Linked DNA regions of Mus musculus: all the other regions are linked to region 2. A link is a contact called in public ChIA-PET and promoter capture Hi-C data. All regions are on one chromosome and are shown on one strand. Each heading gives the region's core, a stretch centred on a gene start, on an enhancer-like site or on the middle of the called end of the contact. The rest is flanking DNA. Distances are from core to core; before and after follow the strand shown.

The links. Promoter capture Hi-C pulls out the DNA fragments that hold promoters and counts their contacts. ChIA-PET counts read pairs in DNA pulled down with a chosen protein or histone mark.
Region 1: a contact with region 2 is called in an RNA polymerase II ChIA-PET map of memory CD8 T cells, with 6 read pairs. The contact joins the enhancer-like site here to the promoter of Ccno in region 2. A contact is called at or near these places in 12 of 39 promoter capture datasets (3T3-L1-derived adipocytes, the C10 cell line, the HPC-7 cell line and 9 more), 1 of 484 Hi-C or Micro-C datasets (double positive thymocytes), 11 of 115 datasets of contacts at active chromatin or transcription factors (bone marrow-derived macrophages, embryonic basal ganglia, embryonic limb bud and 4 more) and 2 of 9 other capture datasets (adipose tissue and liver).
Region 3: a contact with region 2 is called in a promoter capture Hi-C map of hippocampal neurons, with 2.3 times the contacts expected there. The contact joins the enhancer-like site here to the promoter of Ccno in region 2. A contact is called at or near these places in 5 of 39 promoter capture datasets (the C10 cell line, the HPC-7 cell line, embryonic stem cells and 1 more), 3 of 115 datasets of contacts at active chromatin or transcription factors (all in embryonic stem cells) and 1 of 9 other capture datasets (embryonic stem cells).

Annotation. Positions count from the first base shown.
Region 1 is chr13:112,691,697-112,696,611 of GRCm38.p6, forward strand. It overlaps Slc38a9 (solute carrier family 38, member 9), which reads left to right. Exons shown (of 15, transcript NM_178746.4): 7 at 3,545-3,715. Among named protein-coding and RNA genes, the nearest start is that of Gm52034, 21 kb to the left of the region's middle. Within about 2 kb of position 2,750, at least 23 of the 459 cell types and tissues checked have an H3K27ac peak or open chromatin away from gene starts, as enhancers often do. A contact at or near this core is called in bone marrow-derived macrophages and memory CD8 T cells, where this site is marked.
Region 2 is chr13:112,985,541-112,989,985 of GRCm38.p6, forward strand. It overlaps Ccno (cyclin O), which reads left to right and starts at 2,262. Exons shown (of 3, transcript NM_001081062.1): 1 at 2,262-2,744; 2 at 3,351-3,536; 3 at 4,032-4,445. The coding sequence starts at 2,358.
Region 3 is chr13:112,719,062-112,723,457 of GRCm38.p6, forward strand. Slc38a9 (solute carrier family 38, member 9) reads left to right here. Exons shown (of 15, transcript NM_178746.4): 12 at 4,137-4,250. Among named protein-coding and RNA genes, the nearest start is that of Gm41067, 47 kb to the right of the region's middle. Within about 2 kb of position 3,085, at least 60 of the 459 cell types and tissues checked have an H3K27ac peak or open chromatin away from gene starts, as enhancers often do. A contact at or near this core is called in hippocampal neurons, where this site is marked.

The sequences.
Region 1 (4,915 bases), core at 1,500-3,999, 290 kb before region 2:
AGCGAGAGAACACATTTGATGGGAAAAAAAAAATAGTCTACCTCAACACAAAGAATAAAATCTGCGCAAGTAAGAAAAACATGCCATGTGGTTTGGAAGATTCAGTATGGCAAGCCACAAAAAGCCACATGTATAAATTCAGTCCCATTTCAAACAGAGCCAGGGAAATTAAGGAGGAAAAAGAAGTGGTGTGGAAGAATGAGACCGACCAGGTACTGAGACATACTATGGAGCAACCGTAATAAAGCAGAGGACGACTGCCTTAGAGACAGGAATACCAGAGAGGACGGACGGGATAGACAGGCGGCTGCTGCTTAAAAGCTCTTACTGCTCTTCTAGAGGACCCAGGTTTGGTTCCTGGCACCTACATCTCGTAGCTCTCTGACCTCTAGTTCTTGGAGATCAAATGCCTTGATCTGACCTCAGGGACTACATGGTAGAGAAATTCAGGCAAAACATCCATACACATGGAATAAAAATGTTTAATCTTTATAAAATTAGACTGGAAAAGGAAACATGAATCTCAGGTTTATGAGTTTAATGTCATATTTGATGTCTGTTAAACTGAGTATCTGCTCTGTGTGTGTGTGTGTGTGTGTGTGTGTGAAAGTGTCTGTGTGTGTGTGTCTCTCTGTGTGTGTGTCTGTGTGCCTGTGTGTGTGTGACTCTGTGTATGTGTGTGTGTGTGTGTCTGTGTGTGTGTGTCTGTGTGTGTGTGAGTGTCTGTGTGTGTGTGTCTTTGTGTGTGTGTGAGTGTCTGTGTCTGTGTGTGTGTGTGAGAGTGTCTGTGTGTGTGTCTCTCTGTGTGTCTGTGTGTGTGTGACTCTGTGTGTGTGTGTGTGGGGGGGAACTCTGTATGATACCTTATACAAAAATATACTCCAGATGGCATTCTAACTAAAATATGAAAAAATAAATCCATAAAGATATTAGAAAAGAGCCGGGCCTTTAATCCCAGCACAGGCGGATTTCTGAGTTCAAGGCCAGCCTGGTCTACAGAGTGAGTTCCAGGACAGCCAGAGCTATACAGAGAAACCCTGTCTTGAAAAACTCAAAAAATAAAAAAAAAGATATTAGAAAAGATGTAGGAGATTGCACATATAAACTAGCAATTGAGATTTTTCCTGATCAATGCAGACGATATAGCATCTTTAAAAGAAGTATATCACAAAATCGCAGGTCATTACCAGAAATCATCCTGGTAAGGTAATCAAGAGGACATTTGTAGGAGCCACATCCCTCCAAGGTGGAGTCCGTGCTTTAGGTAACCTGCAGAGAAAACAAATCCATGACTACCGTGTATAGCAGTTACGGTGAAACTCTCCACCCGGACATTAACGATACAACTGCTAATCAACGAGATGGCTCTCATCCGTCATTCATGAAGAAAAGTTCCTGTGCTGTATCTATAGATAAGCTTGTTATCTGTATTCTTCAGAGTCCAGCATGATTGGACATTTATAGGCTAAAAGTGTTTTTATCCTATCTTTGAGGTGGTTTATTTTTATTCTAGACACCCCAATGTTTATAAGAATGCTATTGGAGTAGAACCATAAAAACACATATATTGGACAAGATTTGGGGGCTAGGTCAGTACTTTACTGCTCCTACGTATATACTACCATATAATACACACAGACAGACACATTATATCCCTCATTTCTCTCCACCCCCACCCCTGGGAAACAAGATGAGTCATAAAGTAACTATAATTTGAGGGCAGTTAAAATAACCTTGTCTTAGACCTCTTTGTGTTCTTATTCCTTACTGAGATATTGAAACAAAGAAATTGCTATCGCAATAATCCAACCATAGAAATATAAGTATTTTTGTGTATGTTCTTATGTAAATGTCTTTGTATTCTTTTTATCATAAATTCTTAAATATTTTTGTTCTTTCTTATACAAATGTCTTTGTGTTCTTTTATCATTTAGTATGTTTTCTTACAGTCTTGGCTCCCACTTCATCACTTTTTTTTTAAGTGAACTTTATGGGTGCAGTCACCATTATTACCTTTGTTTGTTGTTTGGTTTGTTGAATGACTGTGCATTATACCTTGTGGCTCTGTTGTATTGATTAACAGTTGTGGACTGCTGCATGATTACACCCTGGTCTGTTGTTTACTATCCTAAGAGATACCCTTCTAAAATAATGTATGCATATTTTATGTATTCTTTTGGATTGCTTCATTTAAATTTTGACCCCAAAGGGGGAAAAGTCATGGGCTGGAGATATGGCCAAGTGGCAGAGCACATACTTAGCATGTGCAAAGCCATTTGGGTTCAATCACCAGTTCGGAAGGAATGGAGGGAGGGAGGGAGGGAGGAAGGAAGGAGGGAAGGACAACCACTAAATTTAAATTTATTTCTAAGAGTTGTAGTAATTTCCAGTGGTTCCAGCTATACATGAATGATAGGCTGCTTTGAAGCATGTTATTTTGTGTTTCCAGTTTTGTTCTGTTCTGTTTTCTTTTCTTTTTTTTTTTTTTTCTTTTTGGCAGGGTTTCTCTGTATAGCCCTGGATGTCCTGGAACTCACTCTGTAGACCAGGCTGGCCTCGAACTCAGAAATCCGCTTGCCTCTGCTTGCAAAGTGGTATGGCTTTCTTTAAGTGTATTGTTTGTTCGTCCTCTCTTCCCAGTTGTCCGTGAGTCTTTATAGTTTATGAGTGCCTTTATAGTTGTTCTCAGTACCCTCTATGACGTTGCTGTTAGTTTCCTGTCTACAAGTTCCTGTGGCTTCCTTTCTCACTCTGTCTGAATGGCTTCTGTGAGACTTTCTGTTTCCCTGTTACCGTTTCCTCAGTTCAGAGACAGGCTAGCCTTTCATCTGAGACTTCAATGCTGTGACTGTAATGTGTTAATCTTGTGCTGTTGTTTTTGTCTTGCTCTGTTTATGTTTTTCATGCTGTTCAGAAACTCACTGTGTAGCCCAGGCTGGCCTGGAGTTTTCCTGTTTCTGCCTCAGCATCCTGAAGTCTAGAATTACAGGTGTGCGTTTCCATGCTTTACTTTTAAATTCTTAACTTAGTTATCTAACATTTAAATTGGCTTATAGCATAAAATATGACTCAAGGCAGCTTTCACTCATGTCAAACAGTGCTTAACTGTTACGTAGAGTTTTAAATGAACTGACGGGGTGATGTACGCCTGCAATCCCAGAAACCTGGGAGGTTGAGGATTGCTGTGAGTTTGGAGTTAGCGTGGGCTGTGTAGCAAGACACCGTCTCCTTACAACTAAAAAGAGAGTGTGTGTTCGATTTCCTTCTAATTAGTTTTCCCACTCTTGGTTATCACATGCTCTAATTCGTTATAAAAAGTTAGGATCCTAGTTGTTTCTCTGATTATGCTATTTCACTGAACAGATTTCTATTTTATTGTATAATATTTTATTGCTATTTTTTTCCATAATGTGTTCTTGTATTTGTTGGTAAAGTAGCCACACTATTTTGCTAAATATTTTGAGTTAATTGGGGGAAATCAAATTATGAATGTGGAGTGTATAACAGTACCTAGTCTCATTCTTTCTCTTTCATTTTTATCTAGGTACATCGGACACGAGTACCTGGGAATATCCAGATGTCTGCAAACATTATTTTGGCTCCTTTGGGCAATGGTCAAGTCTCCTTTTCTCCTTGGTGTCGCTCATTGGAGCAATGATAGTTTATTGGGTGCTTATGTCTAATTTTCTTTTTAATACTGGAAAGTTTATTTTTAGTAAGTATTGGTCTAGCCTTTAACACAGTTACTCTCAAATATCATTGTAATATTTTAGTTCTAGCCTCACATTTTTTTATGTAAAGTATTATAAATCCTGGATAATGCACTTGATTAGGCTTTTCTATGCTCAAATGTTGTGTGTATAAACATGAATTTTTTACATAGATAATGGGTTTCATTCTGACATTTTCATAATGTATTTCAATCATATGCACTTCCTGTTCATTCATATGCACTTCCTGTTCAATCATATGCACTTCCTGTTCAATCATATGCACTTCCTGTTTAATCATATGCACTTCCTGTTCGATCATATGCACTTCCTGTTCAATCATATGCACTTCCTGTTCGATCATATGCACTTCCTGTTCGATCATATGCACTTCCTGTTCGATCATATGCACTTCCTGTTCAATCATATGCACTTCCTGTTCAATCATATGCACTTCCTGTTCTGCTCCCCTTTTCCCCTTTCCTCCTCCCTGCTAGACTCCTCCTACTTTGATGCCTTTCTTTTTGTCCCCCAGTGAGTTTCACTGGGGTTGCTCACATCATTTCCAGGAACATGGGTGAGAGCTTGTCTGCTCACGCACCCACGCTTCAGCAGTGTCTGCACCACTGGACAGCCACACTGTCTCTCCCTCCCCATCAGGGGTTGCCTGTTGGAAGTGTCTTGACCATCCAGCCTTAGGAAGTTAGTCACAACTGCTGTGCATTCAGAGTGCACAATCATATCATGCCCAGAAGTTACCTTGCCGTCTGCCCCTGACGTCCTCTGTCTCCTAAGGGATTTGGGGTTTGGTGTGTGTGTGTTGGTTTTGTTTTGATTTGATTTGATTTGTTGTTCTACGGAGGGCATTAAATGGCCAAGTCAAGCACTTTTCATAATGGCTTTTAATTGGATGGAAGATGTCCATTTTAAGCTTCCTTTTTGGCATTTATTTGTATTGTGTATGGGTGGGTACACACATGCCAGGGCATGTGTGAGAAGTCAGAGGAGAACTTTGGGAATAGGTTTTCTCCATCTTCCACTTGGGTTTTTGAGCATCTAAGACTGATGATTTATACTAACCATGTATCCACCATTGTGTTGTCAATGTCTTAATAGCTTGTATTCACTTCTATGCAGTGATTCTAGGCAGATCTTTTTTTTAAACCTTCAAATTCGTTTTTTTAGTTTTTTTTTTTTCATTAAGA
Region 2 (4,445 bases), core at 1,012-3,511:
TCTGAGACAGGGTTTCTCTGTGTAGCCCTGGCTGTCCTGGAACTCACTCTGTAGACCAGGCTGGCCTTGAACTCAGAAATCCACCTGCCTCTGTCTCTGTCTCCCGAGTGCTGGGATTAAAGGCGTGCACCATCACGCCCGGCTCACATTTCAGTCCTTTAAGAATGGCACATGGCTCTTTGTTTATCCCACCTGAACACCAGCTCCTTGCAGGTTCCACACAGCAGGCGACACAGCAAGCACTCTGCCAAAGCTGAATAATAGGTCCTTCAAGCTGAGACTCAGGCAGTGTCTGTTGGGATTGACTCTAAGTACAGGCCTTGGGGGAAAAAAGTCTGTTCAGCATGGAGAGCCTTACCACACACAGATGGCCTGATCAGTCTTCAGTTTCCCCCAGCAGAACAACATTCTTGACCCCCCTGGATCAGGTTCAAGAGGACTCTACTATTTTGCATTTAAAAAGGACTTTCTCTTCAAGAGGGTCTCCCAACAACTGGAGTGGGAGCCGTCCCTGACTGTTGTCTGCTTGTGGCTGCCTTGTCTGGCCACAGCGGGAGAGCTTGTGCCCAGGCCTGCAGGGGCTTGGTGTGTCAGGATGGGTTAGTACTCAGAGGGAGAGGGCGGCCCCTTCTCAATGCAGGGAAGGAGGGGGAAGGGGCGATGTGAGGCGGTAACTGAGAGGAGGAGGAGCTGCGATAGGGATGTAAAGTGAATAAATAAAATAAATTAACGGGGGGGGGGGGAGTTTCAAGATTTCTCATCGATGTTACTTGACTCGCAAGGCAAGTAATATCCTTTTACAGACGACGAAATGGAGACCGAATAATGTCTTGCTGAACAAGATCATTAAATAGGTACACTCTGGATCCTACTGATGAGGTGCTTTGTGCTCTTTCCCGCTGGACCAAGAGGCAGAATCAGAGAGTTCCTAGATCCTTCCTCCTCACCCAGAAAACTCTTCTAGGAAGAGGTCTGCTATGTGGCCCCCTTGCTGTGGATTCGGTTGATCTCCCCGTAATGTTACCCATCAACAGCCTGAGAGGAGACAGAAAGCCAGGCACTTGCATGTAGAAAACTCCTCTCAGGTGATTCTCAGCAACCCCGCGTCACACAAGTGCTGCAATTTAAAGCGCCTTCAGAATCACAGAGAATAGAAACGGAGGCGAGAAGCTGAAATCCAGCCCTTTCCCCTCACCTGCTTCTCTGGCAAGTTTCTAGGGGGAGGATTTGCACGTGGACTCCAACAATTTCCAGCTGTCTTTGGAATCAGTGAGGACGGCCGCGTGTGCAGAACTCACAGCGCCTTAACGTCTCTTTTAGATCAGGACCGGAGTTTGGAGTACACGGGTTGAGAATGGAGAAGGTGTCACATTCTACCTTTCTCTCTTGTCCCCGCGCCTCCCCCTCCCCCAACTCTGCATTCCTTTGATTTCCCTCCATCCTACCCTGGGCACAAAGAATAACCTAGAAAGGTAGAGGGTTAAAAGCTAATGACCCAAAGCAGAACACACTGTGAGCAATTCCACAGAAATGCCACCTGTGACATTAAGGCCCTAAACGGCTGCAGCCTTGGCGTGTTTGGCTCGGGATGAAAAGTGCGGGGCAAAGTATCCAGAGGGCAGCGGGCTTGTGCGACGGTCATTTGAAGTAACTTCCTACGTTTTTGGATCACAAATACCTGTCTGACAGGACGGGCTCCCACATACTTAACAGACGTTAGCGACGCGCCAAAGTTCTCCTTCCCTGGGCCAGCGGAATGAAATAAAATAGTCGCAAATCAAGTCCTTTTATGGGTCACTGAAGAAAACCTAGCCTGATCTTGGTCCGGAGCTCAGAGGCGGACCCACCTGGATGAGGGTTGGCATAAAAGATGATCACACCAGGCCAGACAATCTAACCAAGGACCAGGTTCCCCGGAGCAGCCTTTCCCTTTTTCCGGGGGCGGCTGAACCGCTCAGACGGCCCATGGCTCCCCTAGGTGGCCAGTGATCTTTACGCTCTTCCACCGAGCTCAAGCAGCTGGCGCCAGGACCCGGGCTGCGGTTGCCACGGTGACGACAGACGCGCGGAGCCTGCAGCTGAAGGCGGGTGAGAGGCGGGAGTTGCAACGCCTCCTCCCCCTGCAACCAGCGCGGGGGCCACGCGTTGCTCGCACGCGAGGGGTGTGGCTCTGCCTCCGGGAAAGCGCGGCCCGTGGGCGGCTCGGGGCTCAGCCAGTGAGAGGCCGGGGGAGTGGTGGAGGGAAGGCACAGTCCGGGTACTTAGAGCTGCGCCGCCAGCGGGACCGGATCTTCCTCGCAGCTCTCGCGCCGACGCTCCGGGCGTCGTAGACGCTAGGAGCGCTACCCGATTGTAACATGGTTACCCCTTGCCCTGCCAGCCCGGGCAGCCCCGCCGCGGGAGCCGGGAGGCGAGACAGCCACCAGAACCTCCGCGCCCCAGTGAAGAAGAGCAGACGCCCGTGCCTCCGGAGAAAGAAGCCGCTGCGGCCGCTGAACGCGTGTTCGCTCCCGGGAGACTCGGGCGTCTGTGACCTTTTCGAGTCCCCCAGCTCCAGCTCGGACGGCGCCGACAGCCCCGCAGTGTCTGCGGCGCGGGACTGCAGCTCCCTACTCAACCCTGCCCAGCCCTTGACAGCGCTGGATCTCCAGACCTTCCGAGAATACGGCCAGAGCTGCTACGACTTCCGAAAGGCGCAGGAGAATCTTTTCCACCCGCGGGAGTCGCTGGCGCGCCAGCCACAAGTGAGGCGCTGGCAAGAGCCAGACCCGGGGCCGTCGCGCTTCTGTCTCTCCCAGGCTAGCTCGCTCTCTCCATGGCTGCTGGCTGCCCTTCGCACAGCCCTAGTCATTGCAGCCCATTATCTGCCATCAGTAGGAGCAATTGGGACCTTCAAGGATTGGCCCACTGACCTATTTAGATGGAGAAAGGTTGTGGGTGGAGAGGTGGATATCGGAAGTTATAGGGGGTGGGTAGAGGAGTTTTATTATAACGCAGTTCGACAGCTTCTACGTCAGATCCAGAACTCCTAAATTTGCTTGCACTTCTGTTTAAAAAAAAAACAAAAACTTTACCCCCCACCCCCCACCCCTTATAGTCCCTTTGACTTGCTGAGAGGGTTAGACTGGGTAGTGTGCCCTAATGCACTGTGCACAATACCAGGCGCGAGCCCAAACGTTCCCAGGCGTTCCGGAACGCCTGGTTTAAGGCAGGCCCGTACCTCCCCCCCTCCCCCCCACGTGCCTCCTATTTTTCAGTCATTTAGCGTTTTCCCCTTTGCCTCTCTGCCTCTCTGGATTGTTTTGTTCGGGCGCGCGCTTCAGCACACTCCCCCTCTCGCTCCCGGCCAGGTGACTGCCGAATCGCGCTGTAAACTGCTCAGCTGGCTCCTGCAAGTCCACCGCCAGTTCGGCCTCTCTTTCGAGTCGCTGTGTCTGACCGTGAATACTCTGGACCGTTTTCTCCTCACGACCCCTGTTGCTGCAGACTGCTTCCAGCTGCTCGGGGTCACCTGTCTGCTCATCGCTTGCAAGCAGGTACCACCAGGCGAAAGAGTGCGATGTGTTTGCAGCCAGCGCCCCCCTTCCCCAACTCGTGCATGGCTTAGGGCTGGGTTGCTTGGCTTATCTGGGCAGATGCTCGAAGATCTTTCCATGTCATAGCCTTAACTTCTCTTACCACTCACAGCAACAATCCTTTCAGACTACAAAGAGGTTAGGCTGTAGCTGGCCGCCCAACCAAAGCTTTGTGGTACTTGTCTCTGGAAAAGATGCTTTTAAAGTCAATCTCTCTCTCTCTCTCTCTCTCTCTCTCTCTCACACACACACACACACACACACATTTTAAAGTTGGGTTGTAGATAGAGAAGGTGCACTAGCAGCTGTGGGTGGGGGGAGAGGTTTCAGGAGCGGAATTGTGGAAGTGGAAGGAATATAGAGTTCGAGTCCCAGTTTTCTCCCGGGTTTTAGGCTGGATGGATTTGGGTCCCAGGTACCCACCAGTCCGGAACTGGAGCACACTCTGTGTTGCAGGTAGAGGTGCACCCACCTCGCTTGAAACAGCTCCTGGCCCTGTGCGGCGGTGCGTTCTCCCGGCAGCAGCTGTGCAACCTGGAGTGCATCGTGCTGCATAAGCTCCACTTCAGCCTGGGCGCGCCCACCATCAACTTCTTCCTGGAGCACTTCACTCAGTGGCGCATGGAAGCCGGCCAGGCTGAGGTCACCGAAGCTCTAGAGGCTCAAACCCTGGCCCGGGGAGTGGCGGAGCTGAGCCTAACGGATTACGCGTTCACTACCTACACGCCGTCCCTGATGGCTATCTGCTGCCTGGCGCTGGCTGACGGATTGCTGCAGCACCAGCACGAGATGGACCTGCGCCTGGGAGAGCACCCAGAGGCCACACTGCAAGACTGTCTGGGCAAGCTGCAGACGCTAGTGTCCATCAAT
Region 3 (4,396 bases), core at 1,835-4,334, 270 kb before region 2:
TGAATATCATTTCTATTTCTTAAAGCATACTTAGCCAGGAAAACATTAGGGGGTTGAAAAAGAAATTATCATCAAAACGCATAGTCTCTGTGGCTATGGATTCCTGTAGGATAGGTGTTGAGTCAGACCTTAGGCGGAGCTTTCTGTTTAGTCTGGTTGTTTGCGTTTATGTAGCTGTTTCTCGGCTTTGACCTTTAAAGTGATTTGAGATACCTTCTATCTCATTTGCTGTTCTTTTTTTCTTGTCTGAGTCTGTAGATACTTGGCTACACATCAGAAGTTTTTATATAAAAGTTCAGGGTAGATCTGTGTGATTGTCATTTTTCATAGTAAGTGCTTTACGGGGTAGTATTTTCACTATGAACAGTACATGGAACAATGTTTGACAAGCAGAAGTGTTCCCAGGTTTGCTGTTGATCTCACTGTGAATCTACTCCTCTTTGGAATTGACATTCTACTTGTCTGTAGTTCCTTGGTCTTCCAGTCATTGCTTACCTATGAAGCAGAGGGGAGCACCTTACTGTGCAGGCCTCTTGACAGTCTAATATCACCACCTCTGTCTCTTTAAACATACTGTTTGCTTGGAGCCTCCTCCCCCCCAACACACTAGTTTGCCAGAAGATAGCTCTCCCTCCCCTCTTCCATCCCAGGGGCTTTTAGGAATCTGTATTTTAGGCCTAGTACAGAGATGGAATGGGTCTCAAAGAATAGCAAGCCCCCGATACGTGCATGCTGCCCGTGAGCAGCATGCTTCCTCAATCACGCTGAGCCTCAGCTCGTTTATAATGAAAGCATCATCTCTGCTCGTCAGTGTTTCCTCATGAGAACAGACACACAACTTGTGAGCTGCTCCCAGTGTGTGCTGAGCACATGAAGCAGCCTGGCCTCACAGGCATTGGCATTTTCCTTGTATCTCTCGTGATGCTTACCTGTGATATTCTTTGTTGTTTCTTCTTACCTCTTGTTAATTATTAAATATGGCTTCAATACCTGGAGACTAGTAAACTCTTCATCACTGTAGCTAAGTGCACAGTTGGCACCAGAAAGACCTTGTTTGGGGATTAGAATATTGGCTTTTACCAAACTACTCACTGTATAACCAGGAGCAAGTTCTTGTGGCCTCTGTGCTTAGTTTACCTCATCTGTAAAGGAACTGGCTGCAGCTGTGTTGTAAGGTTTTATGGGGATCAAATGAAATGGCCTGCGGGGGCTCAGCAGAGATGCCGGTAGATATCTTCTTACCTATATTGAGTTACCTATAATGCCACTGTTACCAGGACATCTCCAGCAAGACCACAGTGCCCGTGGGTGGGTAAAGGGCATGGAGAAGAACCACTCTGGAAACAGTTGCAAGGAACAGCACCCGCTTTATTGCATGTGAACAACCACGTCCATCATAGAATCTATCGACCGTGGCTTAACAGTCACTCCTTAGCACATGACCTCAGTCTGGCCAGTGAATGCTCACGCCACCAGTGTGGAAGACACACATTCAAGGAGACACAGAGAGTGGGGACTCGGCTCTCAGGCTGCCCCAGGCCTCGGCCATCTGACTCCTGGGGCGTGGCGTCCTATGCTTCTTAGTTAGAAGCTCAGTGTGCCAGGAAGGCTGGCCGAAGCTCACGCCTGCATTTTCTCCTACAAGTTCCTGCTACGGCCAGCCTTGCCCCAGGTACTGGAAGTATATTATAAAACAGACAGTCTCGTCTCCAGGGTCTTACACTCCAATGGTATGCATCTATTTGGAGAAAAGAAGTTGATTAAAGAACTGTTAAGCTTAGCTCTTTTTTTTAAATGTCCAGGGATATCTTTCCACTTGAGAACGTTTTTCAAAAATATGATTATTTCGGGAATAAAGCAATGATTCAGCCTTTAAGCGCGTGCGCTACTTTTGCGGAGAGCCCAAGTTCAGTTCCCAGTACCCACACTGGGCAGTTCACAACTTCTTGTAACTCAAGCTCCAAAGAATCCAAGACCCTCCCCTTGACTCTATGGGCACATGCGCTCCTATGCATATACACTGACCCACAGACACAGGCACGCGCGTACGTTAGTTAAAAAGTAACAGTAGTAACTCATTTAAGTGGATTGTTTTTACAATGAAAGCTAGTGGCAACGAGAACAAGAATTGCTGTGTGTGGCCATGCCCTGAGAAGAGAGAAGTGAAGGAGCACTGTTATGTTGGGAAGCGCTTAGAATCACCCTTCACAGCTCCCCAGATTTCACTAAGGTGCTTGTTTTCCAGGTCAGACTACAGGGATTCGGGTGGGATATAAATCAAGATTATCAGTGAAGTCCTCCCTCCTCTCCCTGGCACAGCTGCTTTTGCCTTTCCAGGGTCTGTCTATTGTCTGTCTGTCCCAGTACATGCGTGCATGCTTTACATATGCATGGGCATGTGGAAGAGCCCAAGACTGGAGTTGGGAATCATTTTTGATAGCGCTTACCACTCTATTGAGGCAGAATCCCTCCATCAAATCCAGAGCGCACAGATGTGGCTAACTAGCCTCGCCAATCATTTTGACTCTTTGGGTTGGCATTGGTGTGGATTAATGGAGGTCTGAACTCTGGTCCTCATGGTGTGTAATGGGCACCGTAACTACCGAGCCATCTCCCCAGATCCCCAAGTGTTTGTGGTTTTTTTCCTAAAGAGGCTTTATTGGGCTAAGACAGCTGGTTCAGCTTGTACTGCTTCTCAGAGGACCTGAGTTCAATTCCCAGCACCCACAAACACATATATACATAAAAATAACAAATCTTTTTTTCATTTTTTTTTTAAAAGGAGGTTGAGCCAGTTGAGTAGCTGGAGACTGGAATGCCTTGAATGTTGTCATTGAAGCCAGCTACTTTTTGATGTGAAAATAGGATTCCTTGATGTGTTTTGCTCATCCCACACAAGAGTGAGACACAACCGCAGGGGAATTCTCGCCTGAGCTGGGCACTAGAGCTGCTTCTTGAACTAAGGAGGAAGGCCTTGGAAGCCAGCTCTTGAACAGTAAGCTCTCACAGAGCTTTGAGAGACCTGGGGCCAATTTACATAAGCCTCCAGCTCAGAAGGCCGAGGTGCTTTTTTCTGATGTGTCCCTGGCCTGTATTGTCAGAGGCTTCTCACACGTTGTTGTTTGTTCTCGACCAGACTTACGGATCTCAAGCTTATAAACCCTGCTGCTGCGTCAGCCCATTTTAAGACTCATCCAGAAAAATCCAAAATGTTCCCTAGTGTCAGATATCCTTGCCATGCCACCAAACTTAAAAATCACATAGAATTGTTTTTTCCTAATCTGTTTCCCTAGCTTTTGAGTTATTTCTATCTAAAATGAATAGGCTTGTTGCCACAATTCCTTTTGTGTTGAATTGTTTGGCTGTAACTTAAGTGGAGGAGACAGTTTGCAAGCTGTGGAATCTCTCTGCTTGGATCCAGCAGCTGGCTGCCTTCAGTCTCTTGGAGCTTTTTATTTTGCACGCCTGGGAGGATGGGAGCAGCAGTAGAAGAAAGCTGGCTGCTGGGTTTAACAGTCTGCATTTGTTTGCTGATTCCGGTAATAGTTTTGGACAGCTATTTGAACAGCTGTTTTTCAAATGCCCTTTTGTTTCACATTTAAGTGTGTAATGCTGGTCCTTAGTGCTCACTTGTCTACTCTTTAACTAGTGTTTCTTCTTTATTAAATATCCTTTGATATGTTCCACTCCTGTGGCCTACGCATACTTTGATGATAAAAGCTAACTTGCTAAAAAAGCATTTTTAAAAATGTGCAGGTCAAACCAAAAGTGGCTTAGACTTTCTTGTTGCCTTTTTATTATCCTTATTCTTTTTTAATTTGACAAATGTTACCTTTTAAAATTAAATTAGAACTTCGGTCATGTTAAAACCACAGTTTGTATTAGCTTCCCAAGTCTTCTAACAAGCAGTTCAGTTTAGTCTACATTAAAATTAAAAATTAGACAGAGTACTTTAATCAGATTTGTGTGTGTGTATGTGTGTGTGTGTGTTTGACTGAGTTCTGTGAAAATTAGAACGTATACAAACACATACAAAATAAAAGGATAAATTTGGATTTCCCTGTCATCATTGCTTGAGTAGACTTGCTGTGACTTCTTTGTATTGAGAGAACATTTTATTCTGTGTTTACATTCAGGTGAGAGACCTATGCATTGCTTATATGCTGGTGACATTGACTTATCTCTATATTGGTATCCTGGTTTTTGCCTCATTCCCTTCGCCTCCATTACCCAAAGATTGTATTGAACAGGTAAGGCACTGTGTATGCCCATGGGATGTTGTATATGTAGCAGGAAGAACAATCCAGGAGCAAGACCAGGCAGGCCTGGGTTTGAATATCACCTCTTCCTTCCCTATCCCTTCCAGGGTTCTACTTTGTTTTTCCTGAAGTAACAG